Linked DNA regions of Mus musculus: region 1 is linked to region 2. A link is a contact called in public Hi-C data. All regions are on one chromosome and are shown on one strand. The core of a region is the stretch at or near the end of the contact, and the rest is flanking DNA. Distances in the headings are between cores, read along the strand shown.

Region 1 (6,588 bases), core at 1,465-3,964, 47 kb after region 2:
AAGCTAAGAATGAACACTTAGCATGTTTCTCAGTATTCAACTTATATTTTTCATTTTTTCCCTTTCCTTTTTCTGATTGGTAAAACTCATATGTAAGCTCATGGGAACTCATTAAAATTCATCAGCTCAGCTCATTACGTGGCTATTTCGGCTGAGCCTCCAATAAAACTCAAATCATTTCTAACTCCGTGCTTGCATCTGACATCTGCCTAACTTTAACCACTTGGGGTGTCTGGTAAAAGGGTTCTTACTAAAATTCTACTTTTTGGAGCTAGCAACACATCAAATATTGGGTACACATTGAAAGAATACCTTCACTGGAAATATTTACATTCAACATCACTTTCTAATACTATGAAATCTAGAAAAATAACACTTAGAAGCCAGAGAGATGTCCCTACTGGGAAAGTGCTTGCCACACAGATCTCAGGCAAAAAGCTGAGTTTGGCAGTGCCCAACTATCATCCCAGCACTGGAGAGCCTAGAACAAGAGGATCTTTAGGGCTCGCTGGCCAGCCAAGCTAGCCAATTGGCAAGCACCATCTCCAGTGAGAGGCCTTGTCTCAAAAAGTATGAAGGAGGGCAAACAGGAAAATAGCTGATATCAACTGCTGGCCCCTACACACACACACACACACACACACACACACACACACACACACACAAATAATAAAATTAAATTTAGAGAGAAAAGCAGATGCCACTTGGAATAAAGAGAGATTTAAAAGGGAACAGGCATTTTTTGGGGGGGTACAGAGTGATACCCCACATGGACATACTCCACTCAGCCTGCATTTACCTTTCACGTTGGTGTGTGCATGTATGTATGTATGTATGTGTGTGTGTGTGTGTGTGTGTGTGTGTATATATATGTATATATATATATATATATATATATACATATATATATACATATATATATATTTCTTTTCCCCTTTTCATTTAGAAGCATATGTAGGGTTTGTTTGCAAAGCCGCAGGTGCGAGAAGTTTATAGGGATCTCAGATCATTGCGGGGCAGCGATTCGTTAGCCTCATTAGCTCGGTCACCACAGTAGGAGAAGCAAAGGGACCTTGAATTATTAAAAAGTAACCAAATCAGCGTGCTTTGCTCCTGAGCATCCAGGTAGCTTTCATTACGGCACCGGGCTGTTTTATACCCCAATCTGCTAAGCTGGTCTTTTATCCCATAGGAGCCTTTGTGCCTGGACATCTCTTGATCTTTAACAGTTATGAAGTGCCTGCCTTCTGGCACTTGAAGAGAACGAAAACAGGAAACACAAACTGTGGAGTGGTTCAGTAAAATTACTGAGTTATACGCATATTTTTTCCCCCATAAAGCCAAGGCCATGCCTCTTTGAACACTCTGTCATGGCGTGAACAGCACAATGTCTTAGGGATCCAGTGTGTAGAGGTTTTTAAGTGTGTGCTAACGTTGGAGGGACACCTTCCTGATTTCTCTGGGCCAGGAAAAATGGCCAGTGTTTGCTGAGAGACTGAGAGTTACAGCAGCTTGAAGCATTGAGTACTTAGGTTGGAAAAAGCCTTATATCCATGTACATGTGTGCATGTGTGTTCCTGGGGGAAGGGGGCGCTGCGTGCTAGAGCACATGTGTGTGTATGAGTGTGGAATTCAGAAAACAACCTCGGGTGTCACCCACAGGAACACTGTCCACTTGATTTGAGAGAGGCATTGCCCTAGAGTTCACAAATTAGGCTCTGTTACCCAGCCAATAAGCATCCAGAGATCCTCCTATCCCTGCTTCCCCCATGCCGGGGTTACAAGCACGGGCCACCATACCCAGCATTTAAAAACATAATAGTTTTTGTTAGTTCTTTGAGAATTTCATGGCACTTGTTTTCATATTTACACCCAGTCCCGCAGTTTCTCCCCAGGGCACCCCTGCCTATCCACCTACCCAATTTCTTGTTCTCGCCCACTCTACGTATACATATACATATACATACATGTACATACATGTACACATACACATACATGTCCATCAAGGCTAACTTGTGAGCCCAGCTTCATACCCCCGTCCCTGTGCTGGAATCTTTGTCTGACTTGAGCTTGCATAGGTCTTTGCGCTCACTGTCACAATCTGAGTTTGTGTGTAGGGCTGCCCTGCGGTGTCAGGAAAGCAGCTTCCATGTAGACAACCACCATTCTGGCTCTTACAGTCTCTCTGCCCCCTCTTCCCAGGAGGTCTCCGAGATGTGAGTGGATTCCACTCACGCTGAGCTCTCTAGCCCTCTGCTCTCTGTAGTAGACTACAGGAAGCACTTGAGCAGACCCAGCATTTGCACTGGGTTCTGAGGATCAGACGCAGGTCTTCATACTCACAAGGCAACCACTTTACTGACTGAGCTCTCTCCCAAGCCCTCGTCTAACCAGGGAACAGGTTATAATTCTGTGATGCTGAGATTGAATCCCTGCTGCCCCTCAGCTTCTTCCTTCCCTTAAGGGAAGTAGATCAAACGACAGGATGCTCTGGGGCAAGGAGTATGCCCACGCGCTCGTGGAAGGAGTGTTCAGCCAGAATAAGTCTTCATTTACTTCTCTATAAGTCCGTTTATGTGCAGTCAACTGTGTATCAAGGCATACTTGAACACCACTCAAGTGACTCATAGTTTTTCTAAACTGGTCTCTTTCAGCCCGCTCTAGATTACACAGTGCAGCCTGCACTGGATTGTACATCGTCTGGCTTTGTTTTATTCAGCCTTTGGTAAAAAGCAGACCTCTATACGCAGGCGTATCCTCACTGAAGGACATGGCTCTGTTTCTAACTCTTGGCAATGCCAGGGCCTGCAAAGGAACTTTTGTTTTGCAATCACACAAGGAAGATTGTATGACCAGGTTGTGTGCTGGTGGGAGCAATTCCCAGCTCTCTTCTTCTAACTCTAGGAGGAAGGAATAGCCATCGGCCAAAGGGGACAGGTCTGCTCTGGTTTAATAAGACGAGTTCAGGCTCGGTAGCTGTGCCCACCATGCAGAGCTCTACGTACACTTATGACAGTATTTGCATTTGCTTGCTTGCTTGTTTATTATTTATCTATTTAAGGCAGAACTGGAGTTTAGTTGTCAGCTAGACGGGTCTTCCTCAGTGGGTGGTGTGATAAGCCACTATATTCTGGAAAGTTCTATAATCAGTCTCATGTACAGTAGTCAACATCTGATTAGCCCATATCACCTTGTGAATGTGACTATGATGAAATCTTTTAGCCTCTTCATCTTTGTTGTGCAGAAACATTGTAAGTTGCTACACCCTGCCTTCTGGCTTTGTTGTCGACATCTGGACAGGACAAGTACCCAACAGACATGCAAGGGACTGCACGTCGAGAAGCTAACTCAGGAGACGTGGCCTATCCGCTCATTAGCTTAGCACACCAAACACTGCATTACATGAATGTGTATCTTGAGAAAGAGGAAACCTGGTTGACTCAGTCACTACTGGAGTCCAGGCTGAAATGCAGACTATCTTCAGAGAATTCGTGTTGATACTTTCAAACCAGAAGAATAAAAATATAAACAAGGAGCTATTGTTCCAAGGGCTCATTTAATGGAAATTATGTTACATTATATGTTATGCCTGTTTCTGGCTCTTTGGGGATGGTAATTATTCCTGTAAATGTCTCATTTTAATGAATAAATGTATGCTTCCTTTTTGTGTCTTTAATTTCCAGACCAGAAAAAAATTTTTTTTTTTAAATTTTTTGAGAAAGGATTTTTCTGTGGAGACCTGGCTGGCCTTGAACTCACAGAGATCTGCCTGCCTCTACCTCTCACGGGCTAGGATTTTTAAAAACTTCCTTTAAATAAACAAAATAAACAAAACCTTTTTAAGGTATGAAAACTGGTGCACCCCCATGCTTTGTAAGTTTTACAAAGAATGCCCGAGTAATCAAAACACCTCTCAACTCTCAACTCCAGTGGTGAGACATGAAAATCACAGAATTGTAAACCTTTTGCTTCCTCTTGCTCTCTCTTCTTGTGATTTCTGCAAAACCAGAGTTGATTGGCTAAACTGACTTCACGGGCTCTCTTTTCCTTTTAGTTGTTCAAGTTGGTTTCCCGTGTCTCGGCAAACAAGACGGGGTAGCAGCATTTGAAGTGAATGTGATTGTCATGAATTCTGAAGGCAACACCATCCTTAGGACCCCTCAGAATGCCATCTTCTTTAAAACATGTCAACAAGGTGAGCACCGATGCTGCTCAAGAGAAAGCTTTGGAAGTGAGAATGAGGCTTTTTTTGTTGTTGTTTGTTTGTTTCCTTTTCTTTTTATACTTTGTATACTTTTGTATACTTTGTAGGGAGCAGTAGTGTCTTAGTTAGGATTTTGCTGCTGTCAACAGACACCATGACCAAGGCAACTCTTATTAAGGACAACATTTAATTGGGCCTGGGTTCAGGTTCAGAGGTTCAGTCTATTATCATCAAGACGAGAACATGGCAGCATCTAGACAGGCATGGTACAAGAAGAGCCGAAAGTTCTACATCTTGTTCTGAAGGCTGCTAGAAGACTGGCTTCCAGGCAGCTAAAATGAGAGTCTTAAAGCCCAAACTCAGTGACACACCTACTCCAGCAAGGCCACACCTACTCCAACAAGGCCACACCCCCTAATAGTACCACTCCCTATACTAAGCATATACAAACCATTACAGGTAGTAAACACATTGTCCATTAACAAGTACTAAGATTTTCTCCAGTTTTGACACCACACAGGAACCTTAGGGATTCCAGTGTGTTATCAAAGCATGGGCTCTTCTTTCCCCTTTTCTAACAGAGCATTTAGAAGTCCCCAGGTATATCTTACCTACAGGCACAGACTTCCCAGTTTCTTCTTCCAGTTCCCCATTGAAGGCATCAGCCGCCACCAACATTCCTGCCCTGTTGAAAGCCACACTACCCATGTCCCTGCTGAATGCTTGGCACAGTTCACAGCCACAGAAGGTACAAAATCATGATGACACAACGGTCCTGCCAGGCAGGGCCTCCACACCTCATTGCTTTACCCTGGGTGTCCACTCACCACAGGGCATAGCTCCTTTTCCCTTCCAGCAGTACCTTGGAGCCAGTCCATGCTCTAAACGAATACAAATATAGCCATCTGCTCTCTGGCAGTGAAATTAACACGCCTCACTCCTCTGGTGTGAATTTAAAGAGTTAATATATGTCTTGGTTAGGGTTTCCATTGCTGAGATGAAGTACCGCCACCCAAAAGCAAGTAGGAGAGAAAAAAGTTTATTTTTTAGCTAAGTGTTCATCATTGAAAGGAGTCGGGACAGGAACTCAAACAGGGCAGGAGCTGGTGCAGAGGCCATGAATGGATGCTGCTTACTGGCTTGCTCATCATGCCTTGCTCAGCCTGCTTTCTTACAGAACTCAGGACCGGGCACCCAGGGATGATGGCTCTACCCAAAATGGGCTGGGCTCTTCCCCACTGATCACTAATTGAGGAAATGCCTTACAGTTGGATCTCATGGAGGCATTTCCTCGACCGAGGCTCCTTCCTCTCTGATGACTCTAGCTTGTGTCTAGTTGGCACACAAAACCAGTCGGTTCACAATACTTTGGGAGGTAGGTAGAAGGAAGGCAGAGTAAAAATTGCTTTACTCTCCTCGTGTGCGACCCCTACTGTTGGAAATAAGATTGCAGGAAGAGGATTGAGTGCAGACCAGGGTGTGGAGGGAAGGTTAAGGACTGTGGGTATTCAATCAGTTACATTTGGTGCTCTGAAATATAAATGACCACCGATGGCTCAGCCCAGCCTGACCTCAAGGGCACGTCTTTACGCCTTGTTTCTCTCTGGTGCAGCTGAGTGTCCCGGAGGGTGTCGAAATGGAGGCTTTTGTAACGAAAGGCGGGTCTGCGAGTGTCCGGATGGGTTCTACGGGCCTCACTGTGAGAAAGGTAAGCAAGGGTTTCGACTTGCTTCCTGATGAACGTGGACGCCATAGACTCCCCACGTGACTCAATGTTCTATAAAGCACACCTCTTAAAATTATTATTATTTGGTAATATTTTAAGGATCGGTGAAACTTTAAATAGCCACAGAAAACCTATTGGAAAGTTGTTCTCCGGGTCGGTTTCTGTTAATGAAGTATGTGGCCAGAACTTCAGCCAGAGAGCTTTGAGCTCTGGCATCTTCTCTTTGTGGTCAAGCCTCTAGCTGACCTATATTTATTTACAGTGTTCTTTGTGGTGCTCTTATGAAAGTTTTGAGGAGCTGACATCACAACTGATTTGAAATCCTTCCAATTAAAAACGGCTCAATTCCCAATTAAATCCATACCTGAGTATAAGTTATACCTTAGCATAAGCTGAAAGAAGGGCTGGAAATAATTTGAGTAGTGCATTTATTTTAGAGGTTACTATTTCTGAGAACATTATATGAAAAGAGATAACAGAGATAATCATGGGCCTTTAAATACCAAGAACTTATTTGACCAGAGTAAGAGAAAAATATATTTACCTTTAAGAAATATGAACATTATCTTATTTGCATGTCTTCTTAAGAATTTGAAAATCAAGGAATAGGTCATAAAATATTTACAGTTAAGAAATCACCGCACAGTCAAGTTGATTC
Region 2 (6,212 bases), core at 1,109-3,608:
TGGTGCTGTTGCTGTGGCCACTGATGATGGTGATGATAATGATGATATAACACAGGCTACTTTCTCTGTAGTCTAAGCTGGACTTGAATTCACTAGTAGCCTCGGCTGGCCTCATTTTCACTGAAACCCTCCTGCCTTAGCCTCTGAGTGCGGGGATAACAGGCATTTGCCACCACACCTAACAAAACAATTGTCCAGAATTGGGGAAATTTCTTGATAGCAGGATAAATTGCTGTCTCAACATCAAAGACGACTGCTACGGAAAATCCTCACTTGGAGGAAGCTGTATTATGATAGAATTTGTTCCCCTTTCAGTTCTCAGCTGGCGTTTGACAAGAACAACCTGTAGAGGGCGTCCTTACACCAAGAGCCATGGAGGTCTGAGCAATACTACGGAAGAAAAACCTTCAACGAAAACCACATTCCAAGTCAAAAAGAGTCTATTGTGTTGCGAAATTATTACCTGTAACTGAATGACACTGTTTTTACAATATTAAAGGGTTATAAGTTTGCCTAATATAGTAAAACATTATATAAATTAATATTCACTGCAACAATTAATTAATAAAATAGAATGTTGGGAAAAGATCCTTTTTTGTTTGTTTTTTGTTGTTTTTGTTTTTGTTTTTTTGAGACAGAGTCCCAGGTAGCCCAGGCTGGCTTCAAACTCCATATGTCGATTAGTATTAACAATGAGCTCCTGATGCCTCTGCCTCTACTTCTTTAGCCCCCAGATTACAGCCTGTGCTACCACAACCAGTTTAAATGTTTTGTTTTAAAGAAAGAGTAGATGTTAAGCTTTTTTGAGGCAAACCGTCTTAATTGTGATTTGCAAGAAGGGGCTTTGAAGTTAGAGCGATCGTGATTTGAATTCCTACTCTTGTCACTCACCAGCTGAATATCTGCGGTCAATTTACTAGACTTTTAAAGCTTTGGTTCCCCATCAGTAAAATGAGAGTAGTAACAGTAGCTGCCTGAGAAGAATTTTTAAAATGAAGCTTCATGGAGTTCACAGTCACAATGGACAGTCTTCGTGTCTAACTCCCAAACACAATACCTTCCTACCAATCTGTTAGATACCTACACAGATTTCACAGTTTTAACACATGTTTCTTCTTCTTCTTCTTCTTCTTCTTCTTCTTCTTCTTCTTCTTCTTCTTCTTCTTCTTCTTCTTCTTCCTCTTCTTCTCCTCTTCCTCCTCCTCCTCCTCCTCCTCCTCCTCCTCCTCCTCCTTCTCTCCTCCTCCTCCTCCCTTCCCATTCCTCCTTCTTTTAAAAAAATATGCTTGTGACCTAACATTTGTTGAACATGTACGCGTCCAAGTCCGGCTTCTATTCTGTAGTTTCTGTTTTTGCCATCCCCTGCTGAGAGACCCACCGCTCTACAAAGGACAGAAGGGAACACAGCCCAGCGCCAGAGTCTAGATCCTTGGGGGGCATTTGCTAGAAAGCCACTGGGTGCAAAAAAAAAAAAAAAAAAAAAAGTAAACAAAGCTTTTCCGGGGTCTGAAAACTTTCTGTGTTTTTGAAAAACCATTTGTTTCTGCTTTCTCTGTACGTTCAAGGAGGCAGGCAAAAAAGCCTTCCGTGCAGAGGTAATGCTGCAAGCCGCCGCTAGCTAAGTGCTCTCCCACCAGACCCTCAGTCTTACCCTCAAGCGCCTAAGATTTCAGAGACTGGGCGTGAGCCTCCTAATGTTTTCCCCCAAATCCAATTTTAAGGGGAGTCCTACCGTCGTAGAGCAGGGATGGGGGGAAAGGGATTACAGCTATCATCGAGGTCCTAGGGAACTATTCCGGGTGCAACTGGGTTATCAAGAAGACAAACCACGCCACCTGTCGGGTGTCTGTCCAGTGCAGAAATAAATGAACGTCCTGCGAGGACCAGCGCCTGCAGTAGCCCGACTAGCCTGTGGAGTCTCAGTATTTAACTTCCTAGGAGAGAGAGAGCGAGAGCGCAAACTGTCAGCTAGAGAAGTCAGAGTTTGCAGACAGGCACACAGAGATGCAGTCTGAAATGTAGTTCGAAGAGAAAGGGTGGGCTGGCTATGTGCTTTCCGTTAGCTCCACTGTTAAACGGAATTTATCTTTGACCACGAATCGAGCCCAGATTTTTTTGTTTGTTTGTTTATAGCACCCCGGCCATCCACACGTGTCTCTTCGGGCGGCAGGAGGCCTGAGTGATGACCCAGAAGTCCCTTTGGGTGTGTTTCTTGGTTGTGTCCCCGTTTTCATTCACCTGGCGCAGGCGAGCGGGGTCTACCGGGTACCGCGGCCCCGCCCCCGCGGCTCCGCAGCGCTCCCTAGTGGCGACCGCCTGCACACCACCGGCCGCTCTCAGTGCTCGCCTTTTGCCAGCAGTTCCCGCGGTTCCTCCCTCTCGAGTGTGCTCCTCTAGCTGCTGGCGCTGTGGGACGTGCTGGCATTGCCAGCTTTGCCAGCATCGTGTCTCTGCGTCCCCCTCTCCCTCCAGCCCCCACCTCTTTCTACGCGGCCGCGCATCCACTCCCTCCTTGCTCCCTCCTCTCCAGCACTCCCAGGCTCACTCGCAACGGAGACTGGAGACTTGCACGCCCAGTCGTTTAAGTAGGAACAGCTCCAGCCCCGCCAGCTGCAGCCAAGGCGAGAACTTCACAAGCAGCACAGGTTGGGTCGCTGCGGCAGGAGTTGCACCACCAGCGAGAAGGTCCTGAGCACCATGGCTCGGAGAAGAGCCTTCCCTGCTTTCGCGCTCCGGCTCTGGAGCATCCTACCTTGCCTGCTCCTGCTGCGAGCGGATGCAGGGCAGCCACCTGAGGAGAGCTTGTACCTGTGGATCGACGCCCATCAGGCTAGAGTGCTCATAGGTAAGGTCCGGCATCTGCACCTTCCCAGTGGTCCTCAGTTTTTCCATTAGAGCGGAGACACGTGCACCGAGTGTGTTTTAAAACAACTTCAAGGGTGACTGCCCCCTCTTTTTAAAAATCAGGATTCTCTATTTAGAGGCTTATGAGATTTTTTTCTCAAAAAAGCAAAGCCGACCCAACATCCCAGCCCTGCTGTTGCTAGTCCTGACTGCAGATTTGTAACAGGAATCCAGCGGTGGCACCCGCTTACTTCACTGTAAGCACTTTTTTTTTTTTTTTTTTTTTTTTTTTTTTTTTTTTTTTTTACCACAGAGAGAGGAAAAATAACTCTGGTACTGTTGTTGGTATCAAAGGCAGGTGCTTTATGAAAAGCAGTGACCTGCACTGGTTCCCAGGGGTTTTGCTTTCTACATGAAACGTCTGTTTCTTAGAAACGCAACTAGTTTGATAGGTTTGTTTATTATTTACACAACAGGATTTGAAGAAGACATTCTGATTGTCTCGGAGGGGAAAATGGCCCCCTTTACACATGATTTCAGGAAAGCCCAACAAAGAATGCCAGCCATTCCTGTCAATATCCACTCCATGAATTTTACCTGGCAAGCTGCGGGGCAGGTAAGTTCTGATAACAGAGCGGTAGAGAAAAGGCACTCTTTTGTATTTCAATTCTCCCGTGGCCCATAGTAATAATAATGGTGTGTGATGTAGCTCCGGTGGCCCGTAGTAATAATAGTGGTGTGATGTATACCATTTAAAATTCCATACAAGTTCTTGCCTGGTTGCCAGAGCACACAAGGGATCAGTTCCAATGTATTTAAAGTTGCCAAGTAAATGGAGAACTCTAAGGGTCAATGTACTCACGATCATTACTTTAATAAGATTTGGTATCCTGAGGTTTTGAGTATAAAGACCCCAAATATCCATATCATGGTGTTTCTGTAATCACTGATATTAAAACATTAACAAAGTATTTAGAAGACTTTCAATACTAACTGATAATCATTTGTGATGGGATTCATACTTCACAACAAAATAAGTTCGTAGGTATTCTTGACATGAATTTTAGAAGGCTGATATGCTGAGTGCTGCAGATACCACACATTTCTTGTAGAAGTTCAGAGACTCAAAAAAAGTAATATAAAATTATGAAAAATAAAGACTACTGATTTTCTGAAGCGACCACTCAAAATGCTTCCCTATGGAAATAAAAGAGAAAAAAGTCTATGTCACCAAAGCGTTCCTCTCAGTACTTAGCATGCAAGGCCTTCTAAGTTACCTTTTATAGATCTGCAGGACTGTATTAATGTCCTCTGATTTGGGAAGGGTAGGATGTTTGTGTGACTTTAAAATTGTCTAGAGGACAAGTGCACAGGATAAATTCTGCTCATTAGTTGGTAAAAATGTGTCTGCTATGAAAACTATTGTAACTATAATTAACTGCACATTTTCAGGTTTTTTTTTTTAATTCTAAAATTACTTAAATAGCCATTTTCAAGAAGGATGCAATCAAGAAAACACTTTATAAAAAGCAACCATGCTAAATCAGGAAACCACATTGGTGCCCTGCAACTGCCTATTACACTGCAGTCATGACCACTTCAGCTGTCTTTTTATCCTCAAGTTTGTTCTATTTTTAAAAGAATCTTTTAAAAATAGATCTCATCCAGACTGTCTGTGTTCCTTCTGCTCCGTGGTTTTTTTGTTTTTTGTTTGTTTGTTGTTGTTGTTTTGTTAAATGATGTTTGGTAGATCCAGGTCAGACATTTGATGGTCCCGTTTGCACAGAGAAGTTGATTGAAGCCTCTGTTGTTTTTGTTCCTGCCTGCAATCCTCTCTTCGTAGATACTTGATGTGCAGTGTTGTTTGGTACATTGGGAAATCACTAATGAGTAACTGGGCTTTCATGTTTTCCTTTTCTTTCACCCAAATCTGTTTGCTGGTGTTGACCACTTGTTATTGCGCTCAACAGCCTATATTTTAAAGATGCTTTTTCATAATAATGTTAGAAAGTAGCTTAACCCCTACCCTGCCAGATGAAAGGGGTTCGTAACTGAAGAATGGTAGAAAATGCCAAGCTCCCTTACACACACACACACACACACACACACACACAGAGAGAGACACAAAGAGAGAGACAGAGAGACAGAGACAGACAGAGACAGAGTCTTTCAAAGAATTAAAAGCAAAGGCTGCAATTCCATGCTACCTTGTGCATTGCCTTGTAGCACACATATCTGTAAAAGGGATTGGCATAGTGAGCAGTCTTAGGGCTGTGTTTTGGAGGGGTTGGGGAAAGCTAGAGCCATCTAAGGACCTCTAGTATTTTGTTCCTTCCTGCTTGAGGTTGTGTTGATTAAATATATGGCTCATCTCTTTGGGCAGAACAACAGTTAGCGCTCCAGCAAGTGACTTTGTTCACCAGGGAGAGATAACAATGTTACCCCTTCAGTAAGTGACTTTGTTCTCTATGGAGAGGTAACTCCAGGCCATTACTCGGAATCCGCGTGTAGCATGGATAGAACTTCCCAAAGCTGAAAGAGGTGTGTTTTAAATCTTATTTAAATATAACTAATTTTGCTCCCTAAAATAATGTGACTCCGGCAGCACACATTTTGACATGCCAGGGGAATTCGAAGACGGGGAAAAATGATGACTTCAATATCAATTAAGTATTTTGAAAGGCATCCATAGCTTATGCCAAACCACATCGCAACATGAAAAATGAAAAGTTCATCCCATTATCTAGTTATTTAATCCAAATGATATCAAACACTTAGGCATTTCAACACTGCAGAAACGAAACATATCTGATTAATTAAATTTTAAGCTGTGGCTCTTTTAGCAACATGTGGACAAAGGGTTTTTTTTTTTTTTTTTTTAAGAAGATACAAGACCTAGTAAAAGCAATAAGGAATCATGTATTTCTAGGAAGTTTTGAGCGCAGTCACCAAGAGTGTTGAGAGCCATTTAAAGCCCACTACCAACCTCAGAGAACTACAACGGAGCCACTACAACGGGCTTCATTTTCCCATAGGGAACTGATCAGATGTTATGCAGGTGTTCTGGTATGTGGGGAATTGTGCAGACTCTCATGTCAGATGAGCGCATGGGTTACCAAGCCAGACAGACTGACTTAGGCAAGGAAAGGCTCAAAGGCAACCTTTCAGTGGGACAGTGTATTTCCAGAAACAAATCTTAAGACAATTGAATACATGAACATACAGTTAGCAGAAAAGTCACTTAGAGGTCCAGCGATCACAGCAGCATGTGATGAAGCAATGGATATTTTAGGCATCATTTGACACCATGGAGACATTTCTTATTAACAAATTAGTCTGTGATATAGCACTTTTTTTTTTTTTATTCT

What was found. Hi-C and Micro-C count contacts between places; a contact is called where the count stands out from the background.
Region 1: a contact with region 2 is called in a Hi-C map of Sertoli cells, with 3 times the contacts expected there. The contact joins the enhancer-like site here to the promoter of Wif1 in region 2. A contact is called at or near these places in 5 of 39 promoter capture datasets (frontonasal cranial neural crest, liver, pre-B cells and 1 more), 6 of 484 Hi-C or Micro-C datasets (the HL-1 cell line, Sertoli cells, embryonic stem cells and 3 more), 3 of 115 datasets of contacts at active chromatin or transcription factors (embryonic stem cells, hepatocytes and stem cell-derived neural progenitor cells) and 3 of 9 other capture datasets (adipose tissue, liver and pancreatic islet).

Annotation. Positions count from the first base shown.
Region 1 is chr10:121,078,072-121,084,659 of GRCm38.p6, forward strand. It overlaps Wif1 (Wnt inhibitory factor 1), which reads left to right. Exons shown (of 10, transcript NM_011915.2): 4 at 4,055-4,195; 5 at 5,817-5,912. Among named protein-coding and RNA genes, the nearest start is that of Wif1, 47 kb to the left of the region's middle. Within about 2 kb of position 2,715, at least 7 of the 459 cell types and tissues checked have an H3K27ac peak or open chromatin away from gene starts, as enhancers often do. A contact at or near this core is called in Sertoli cells, where this site is marked.
Region 2 is chr10:121,031,646-121,037,857 of GRCm38.p6, forward strand. It overlaps Wif1 (Wnt inhibitory factor 1), which reads left to right and starts at 2,359. Exons shown (of 10, transcript NM_011915.2): 1 at 2,359-2,845; 2 at 3,321-3,460. The coding sequence starts at 2,698.